3 separate regions of the Sus scrofa genome follow, and all the other regions are linked to region 3. A link is a contact called in public Hi-C data. All regions are on one chromosome and are shown on one strand. The core of a region is the stretch at or near the end of the contact, and the rest is flanking DNA. Distances in the headings are between cores, read along the strand shown.

Region 1 (2,925 bases), core at 97-2,596, 740 kb before region 3:
CACTTCATCATTTGCTGCCTCATCTGACCAAACTCCGTGAGCCTCCTGATTTTCACGTGTGGGGAAGCCGCCTAGGGACTTGGTTAACCTTGTGCATCCCTGGGCCTTCATGGCTCCCAAGGATTGATTCTCCTTCAGCAGGTTCGGGGCGGGGGGGGGGGGGCGGTGTTGCTGGGAAATGGCACGCTCAATGAGCGCCCCCAGGATCCCCGTGGACTATGCTTTGGGGAACACTGTTCCACCTGCTCTGAATTGGAGGTTTTGGAGGTTTATCTCCTTCACATACTTAGTCTTCCCGGGGCGGGGGGTGGGGGTGGCCAGGGCCCCATCTGATGTTGCAACAGAACAGAGAGCGAGGCGAAAGGGTCACGCCAGGTATTCAATCAAAATTCAAGGAGGCAGTGCATCAGTGAATGAGTAAAGCACACAGAAGAGGGAAGGTCATTATCGCCGTCAACTACCAAAATCATGTAGGACTCTTTAGGGAACACTTGAGAAGCTAGGGTGAGCTGGAGGAGGTACGAGGCAGGCTCCAAAGGCGGGTCTCCATTAGGCCACCAAAAACTGCAGGCTGCTGGTGCTCCAGCAAACACTCCGGCCCCTAAGTCCCCACGATATTTTAAGCTGCATCCCTCAAAATGTCAAAAGGGGGATTAATGTGTAAAGGATTGTCAATTCGCTGCTGTCCTCCTGGTACTGCGCTGAGCCTTACAGGCCATGTGGGGATGGAGGGCAGCAGGGGAGGGGAGGGCTTGGGGATGGTCTTTAAATGTAACCGAATAGAGTGAGCTCCGCCGTGTCTTGGGGGGATAAAGCAGTTCGCAGGCTGCTACTTTTTTGTGACATAGCTTTTATGGGGGCAAAGCCAGAATATTAAGCTCATTGCTTCCAGATGGGAAGGTTGGACAAGACAGAGGGGTCTTGGCTCTGAAAGCCTGGACGCCAGGGTGCGATAGGGATGTGACATATTGAAGTAATCGAGATAGAAGATCTGGCTTTAGCCAAGGCTGTCAGATAGATACTTTTTAAAACATTACATGGTTTGTAACAAGGTATTGTGTATCCTCCCAGAAACCCTGCCGCTTCAGTCTCTGGGAAGGCGGTGGGGGGAAAAGAGTGCTTATTTTGCTTGAGTTCCTAAAGCTCCTTTTATATATGAGGAATTTGGCATCTTCTGGCTGGGAGCGGCTGAGCCAACAGTCCGATGCACTTGTAATGTAGATCATGCTAGTGACTCGCTAAGTAAGTCCAGGTGCTTGCCTAAGAGGCAGGGTCCTAAGCACTCCCTTATTTGAGCCCTGAAGCAATCATGGCGCAGCGCCTCAAATGAGCCTCAAATCTGTTTAATAAATCATCTGTCTATTTATAGAGTTAATCCCAGGGAGAAATTCTTCAGATTGTCTGGTGGGGCCTCTTCCACCAGAGGGCGCCAATGCCCAGCTCTTTCGTTGTTTTTGGCGGCTCTTGTTTCACCAACGATTTCAGCTGGGGGGCTGCGGGGGGGGAGCCCTTTGTCCCTCCTTTCCTTCCCTGTAACCTTCAGGCCACGGATGGAACCTGAGTATGGACCAAAGCAGGGTGGGAATGGGGACGAAACCCCAGACATCTCTGAAGGGTCTTCTCCCAGTTCCATAAGGAGGGTTTTGTTCTTGGGCAGGGGCCCATTGTGGAAAGGGAGAGTTGGTCCAGCCGCCTTTGGAAATCTCCAGTTTGCAACAGGCTGGTTTATTTGTAATTCTCTTAGTCAGCCCCTTCCTGGGTGAACTTCACACCAGAGAACAGGTTGGGACATCCCTGTGGACCTGGTGGGTGTCTGCTTCGCATTTCAAAGGCTGGGAACAGGCTTGTATTTTGATTAAAATTTTGTATTAACTTCCTCTTTCTCCCTTTGAATGTAATTTCAGGATATATAATTTCAACCAATCATCTGAGGGGAGGGGGGAGGAGGTGCTTGATGGGAAACAGCACACAGGGAAAGCCAGCCAAAGAAGCAAAGAGAGCAGCTCAGGCTGTGTAGCTGTGACAGCTGAAATCTCTTTTGTTCTTCCTGGCAGGCCCTGAAACCAAAGCTCCTCAAGGACAGGAGCTCTAACTCTGAGCCTGGGATCAAGATGACCCATGGTCCGGCCCAGCCCCCCTGCTGCCTTTAAGGCCACGGGCAAGTCCTTGAAAGTTTCCTGGCTTTAGTCACCTGGTTGGACTCTGCCAAGAGGCACACCTACCATTTGCAACTGTCCACGTGGATATGAAAAGAAAAATAGCAGGTCTTCAGAAATGCCAGTCTCTGGAGACTGCCGTGGACATTAGTTATAATATCCTAGCCTCAAAGTGACTCAAACTTTAGGTTATGATGGTGACACTGAGATGAATAAAAGAACGTTAGTCAGGAGTTCCCGTCGTGGCGCAGTGGTTAACGAATCCGACTAGGAACCATGAGGTTGCGGGTTCGGTCCCTGCCCTTGCTCAGTGGGTTAACGATCCGACGTTGCCGTGAGCTGTGGTGTAGGTTGCAGATGCGACTCGGATCCCGCGTTGCTATGGCTCTGGCGTAGGCCAGTGGCTACAGCTCCAATTCGACCCCTAGCCTGGGAACCTCCATATGCTGTGGGAGCAGCCCAAAGAAATAGCAAAAAAGACAAAAAAAAAAAAAAGACAAAAAAAAAAGAACGTTAGTCAAACATTCGTCCCCCTCGGCCTTATTGTAGGGTGGTGGTCACTTGTTCTAATGCCTGCAGGGTCCAGGCAGGTAATACACATGTAATTATGGAAGCATTCCTGCCACAGAGCAAGGGCACAATAAATATTTGTTGACTGAGTGAATGAGAATGGGTCCAATATGAGGCCTTAGAGAATGGTGGGAACCATGTTCAGCTGGAGGGTACATGCCCTGTCTTTGGTGTTTAAATTATAAAAAGACTCTATACA
Region 2 (2,872 bases), core at 371-2,870, 810 kb before region 3:
GTTTTCAGGTCCAAATGGAGATTGACGTGTCTGTATCAACAGAATCTGACACAGTAGACACAGTGCCTGGCCTTTGTCACACAGGAACTCAGTGAGGGGTTGAACATGAGATTTGCTCTGTGGGCAAGGAGCTCCCTTAGGACAGGAATCATGGGGCCATCAATGGGATAGAAGGGAGGGGATCTTGGAAGAGCTCCCAGCCTACTCTCTACCTTTCTCTTACCTGCTCTTGGAGGCTAGTGTGTGTGTGCCAATTTGACCATGAGGTCTACTGGCATTGTTGTCTCTAGGAGTCTCTGAGTCCATGTCGTGCTCTCCTCTAGAATTCGTTATAGGCCGTGGTGTTTATGCTGCTGCTCAGTATTTGCTTTTTTTTTTTTTTTAACTAAGTATTGACATCATGCTTCCTAAGCAGGAATTATCGCTCTCTTTGAGAAGTTGCAGCAATGGTTCTTTTATTACAGCCCTTGGATCCCCCTTTATTTCTCTTCAATTTGCTTCTGAAACGACACTCTGATGGTCCCATCTCCCTCTCTGACCTCTGAGCTTGCCTTTGTTTCGTTTTTTTCCCTTAGATTTTCTCTGAGGATAAGGAATCACCTTATTATTATTTATCATAATTTTCTTTAGAAGATCTTTTGTGATTAATTCAGTTATTTCAATATTTGAGTCATCTTGGCAATTTCATCGTTTATCCATGTTGTTAAGTTCTTCTGATTTATTACCAGGCTTCATCAGGCACATTTTCCCTTGTTCCCCACCTCAGTAGATTAATCCAAACTCATCTGCAAAGCTTATTCCAAGAAGCCAAATCTTTCCTAGTTATTTGCTCCCCTTCAAGGCTGTAGAGATAAAGGGCTGGTATCTTGCCAACTCCATCCAGTATGGCTGGTCAACCTATTTTAACCCTCCCCGGATGTTCACACTGCCAGGTGTGAGATATGGGAATGGTGGAAAAAGTGATCCTCCTGGAGAGGGTTCACATTTTCCAGGGCCCAGAGTTAGGGCAGGTTTTGAGGGGTCAGAGGCATACCTCAGGCCACTGGATGTATTATGCCAGCATCTGTCCCATTCTCTGAGCAAACCCTGTCCATAGCCTATAACATACAGAGAGCATTAGCCCTTTTGATCCAAGAGCTGCATCAAATCATTTTGACCCTTTGAGGAAGATATGTAACCTGGGCCAAGTGGAGCCAGATGACTTTTTTTATTACCGGAGCATAAAGCAATATTAAATGATTTCATGAGTTGTAGCCAGAACATCTGTTACTAAACAGGAGAAATCTGATTTATTCGATTCTAACTAACTGGCACTCAGCCCTCTCTAAAGTAATGCCTTGCCCTCGGGGCAAGAAGGTGTTATTGGCCAGTTTTCTATTTGAACATACCATCCTTTCTCCATGTCACAGGACTGCTTCTCTCCTCTCTGAGAGATGATCCTTTTGGAGAACAAAGACTTCCCTGGGCAGAAGGGTGGCAGGGGTATGCCACATGCTCTGCTGTTTTAAGTCTACTCTAGCAGACCCAGAGCCATGAGCCCCAGAAGGCAGCTGGGTGGTCACAGATGGGGTGGGTGACATAGAGAAGGAAAGGTTCATAAGTAGAACTCAGAGGGCTGTAAACCAACCTACATACAGTGCTAAAAAGCAGATGGTCCTTGTGTCAATGGCCAATGCCTTCAAATTGGCCCACTGTTTCCTTCAACTCCACTTCTCCAGCCTGATGGGGCACACTGTTCTGGTCCCTATGTAACCATCACCAGGCTTTGGGAAAAAGTCCTGTTCTTAACCCTTTCACTCATCGTCAAGGATGGAGCATTTCTCCAATAAACATGGGCCTCTGATCCTTGGGCTGTCAACATTTTGCATTGCTTAAAGTAATACAAGGAAATCTTGGCATTCTATGGGATTTCAGGCTCAAGTCACTGTGTGGGTGGGAGGGCATTGGGAAAGGCGAAAGTGATGAAACGAGAAAATCTTTCCCAATATAGCAGCTTTCCAAAATAATTCACTCATTTTATTCCTGCATCCTATCATTCCTTCATTTATGCATTCATTCACTAATTACTTTATTTTTCAAATATTTACCTGTGCTAGTCACCATTCTAAGCAATGGGAGATGGGTGATAAAATTTAAAGAAGAGGCAATCCATTAACTCAAGACGTTGACAGTCTGATAAGAAAATTAAGACGCTGGCATAGACTATAAAGTAGAAAATTGTGAGTCATGAGAGAGTTGCTGATAAAGGATTGTGGGGAATTAAAGGGGAAAGAAAGAAAATGTTCACCATAAGTTTCCAGGAAGGGTTTCATGAAGGCTATGGAATTTAGGCAGTCTTAAGGAAGGAGAGAAAGGAGAAACAACTATTGTAAGACAGAGTAGTGGTTTGAGGCATGCTGGAGAACCAGCAAATCCTTCGTGTCTCTGAAACTCACAGTCCATGTACAGGAATAATGGAAGACGACATGGAAGATGGCCTGAGGTCACATCCTGAAGATCTTTATGTGCCTGGCAAAGACCGACTCAGTTGGTTGAAAGATTCTGAGCAGGAAAATAGACCTACAACTTAGGAAGATTAACCTAAGACCATGACTAAATTGATGGGCGAGGGGGAGCACTTGAAAAAATGCAGGTGAGAGATAATAAAAACTCTAGCTAGAATATTTGGAGAGGAGAAGGGGGGATACATATGGCAGATTTACAACACAGGAATTGATAAGGTTTAAGAGTTTACATATTGTTATAAAAGGAATATGGGTTTTGAAATCAGACAGGCTTTAGGATGAAATTCTTTTTTTTTTTTTTTTTTTTTTTTGGTCACTCTTGGAACTACCTGGAGTAAGTCCCAAATTCTTCAGGCTTCCCTTTCTTC
Region 3 (2,729 bases), core at 115-2,614:
AAGAACCACTTGGGCCTCTGTGCCATGGAGTGATGGAGGATTCTCCTCCCCGCCTACTTAAGAGAAATTGATGGACTGAGTTGGGTCTAGGTCGCCTCGCTGCGCCCGGACTTCGGCTTGGATAGACTGGAGAGAGCAGGACTCCGGACATGTAAAGGCTACCAGGTTACTTTTCAGATTCCTTTAGAACTCAGAGGACATCACGGTTCAAATGCGGTGGACGTCCTCGGTATCCTGGACCCAACCACCCTATAGCCTAGCCGCGACACTCAAGAGAAGGTGAAGAAACTGCAGCCTGGACGCCCATCCCATTCCTGGGCTTCCCGCGCACTCCGCCCCCGCGGCTGAAGCCTCTTCTGGCTTTGAGCCTGAGGGCTCCAGCCCCGGGACCGGACCGGGGCAAACTCCGCCATGGCTCCTGACGACTGCCCCCTCCCGCCCTGCCGGGCGGAAGCTCGGAAGCCCGAGTCTGGGACCCAGCAGCCACGGGGAGGGGAGATGGCCCCGCGGTAGCGAACAGGCCTCCAGGGCCGGGTTACTGCCGGGATCCAGCAGGGAGCGATACCTGCGCCAGCCCGGGGCACCGAATCGTGGACCGCCCTGCGCCCAGTGCTGCAGTGAGCCCTGCCACCAGCTGCCTTTCCTGGGAAGGGGTGTGTGTGTGTGTGTTTGGGGGGCGGGATGACAGCCTCTACAGGTCTCCCGGTCCCAACCCAGCCCCTCTCCAAACTCCTGCTCACCGGGAAGGAAAGTGCCCCAGCCTGTGTTCGGAGTGAAAATAGAGCAGCTTCCAGAAAATTAACTAGAACATTGCCTATGTTGCTTAGGTGCGCGCGCGCGCGTCGGCGGCGGCGGGGTGGGGGGGGGGGGAATTGGTGGTGGTTAAAAAATGAACCCCACCTCTCCTCACTTCCCAACCACACAAAAATGACTTTTTAAAAATGTAATTTACTTTCGAACCTTTGCTTCCAACGCAAGCTTTCCTGTAAAACTTTGTGGACAATTGGGGGGGGGGGCGGTCTGTTCATTTAAACCCCCCCTTTAGGTATGTAGAGAGCTTTCAAATAACCGGGAGATTTAGGTATCCCTCTGTAATCATTTAGATGATGGATTGTAATAGCTCAGTAGTTCCTCTGGAACCATTACGATCAATCAGGTCAAAATCCAGCTTTGGGGGAACGTTTTTAAGCAAGGGAGGTAGGTAACAGGACATCCACACACACTTGTGCAGATAACAAGCTCTGATAAGGTACAAGCAACTCCAGGGTCTTTGGAGAATAGATCACAGGTGAACTGCAGAGCTGGTGTTCATTGTGACAGCGACAGGCAGGTTACAGTATCAAAACTGAAAGGGAAAGTGAACTGTTTTTCCAGGCAGTTCCCGTTTCCTAAGTTCCTTTTGAGCACATCAGTGTCTTATAACTATATGTCACCCTAATAAATAAAACAATTCATACGTGCATATGCCTATGCTTGGTTTATAAGAAGATGTATGAAGCACGAATATTCACATGGAATTGCATGGACTCTGGTAAAACGGAATGAAAATCGCGCTTTAAATTGTGAGGGTCAAATGTAAAATGTGTGGCGAAATTGTGGGGCGTTTTTACTTTTTTGTACAAATATGAGTTGCCAGAATTATCTTAGACGGATCTACATTCTAAGATTACTGAATTTTCTCTCTATCCGGAGGTGTAAATAAATGTATTAGAAACGACGCAGTGTCTCATCAAACTGCGGATGACGAAGAAAAGTTATTTTAACTGAATTGTGTACAGTTACAGTTACGAGGAAACCCTGCGGAGGACAGAATTCCCTTACTACACCCGCGGCGCTACATCTCTGACCCGCTACATAGGCGGCGGTCGGCGCTGGAGGAATGAGCGCTCACGGTAATTAATTTCCAGACACTGGAGGGTTATTATCTGCAGAGCGATTTCCGGCGAGGGAGCTCGAGCAAATCTGGCTGCGATATTTTTTCGAGATTTAAGGACACAATCCTAAAGAAAACGCGCCACCTGCTGGTGAGCAAGTGACATCTCCCGTTGACCCGAAAAATCTCAATCCAGTTGTCTCATTTAATCCAGAGTGGGTTTTTTTTTTTTTTTTTTTTTTGTACTTTACATCTTTTCTGAGTTACAAAATTCTCTCTACTCATTTAAACCTACACAAGTTCTTGTCCTTCCAAAGAACAAAAAACAAGGTCTCTGTTCCCCCACCCCACCCCGCTCCAGATTTGTGAGGGTTTTTATTTTGCTGTTTTTTTTTTCCTTTTTGGTTTTGTTTTGTTTTTAATAATCCGAAATCCTTGGTAACTATCTACCAGCATGAGTTTCTGGTCCTGGGAAAAATGATAAGCCAGGATCTACTGTAAGGCTTTTCTGCACACACTGAGCTGGGTTAGGGCTTCCTGCCAGGTAGCTCCGTTGAGGTTAGTTACGGAGGGTCTCACTCTCATGCCCACTCCCTTTCTCCCTCCCCGGCCCTGCAGTACCCAGGTCCCCTTGGAGGATTCTCATTCCAAAGGAACAGAGGGAACTCAAGGAATGGAGAGGAGGAGCCCGTGTCTAAATCCTGTGGATCAGATCCCCTGAAACAGCAATGCTGCCTCTTACCCTCACCTTCCTCCTAGGCCACTGGATTCCAGGTCCTTGGCTGTTCCCTTTCCTTCCTGGAATTCCCTACAGAATATTCTAGTCGGACCCTCTTTACTCCTTGGCATAGAACCT

The links. A called contact is a pair of places that touch in the nucleus more often than the background predicts.
Region 1: a Hi-C map of retroperitoneal adipose tissue shows a contact between it and region 3, with 2.4 times the contacts expected there. A contact is called at or near these places in 1 of 5 promoter capture datasets (liver), 14 of 47 Hi-C or Micro-C datasets (alveolar macrophages, embryonic fibroblasts, epiblast stem cells and 9 more) and 1 of 2 datasets of targeted methods (skeletal muscle).
Region 2: a contact with region 3 is called in a Hi-C map of mesenteric adipose tissue, with 2.2 times the contacts expected there. A contact is called at or near these places in 17 of 47 Hi-C or Micro-C datasets (adipocytes, alveolar macrophages, embryonic fibroblasts and 10 more) and 1 of 2 datasets of targeted methods (skeletal muscle).

What each region holds. Positions count from the first base shown.
Region 1 is chr3:119,488,817-119,491,741 of Sscrofa11.1, reverse strand. No RefSeq gene overlaps it. Among named protein-coding and RNA genes, the nearest start is that of RDH14, 36 kb to the right of the region's middle.
Region 2 is chr3:119,564,884-119,567,755 of Sscrofa11.1, reverse strand. No RefSeq gene overlaps it. Among named protein-coding and RNA genes, the nearest start is that of RDH14, 110 kb to the right of the region's middle.
Region 3 is chr3:118,752,791-118,755,519 of Sscrofa11.1, reverse strand. All of the region lies in intron 5 of OSR1 (protein odd-skipped-related 1), which reads right to left. Among named protein-coding and RNA genes, the nearest start is that of OSR1, 390 kb to the right of the region's middle.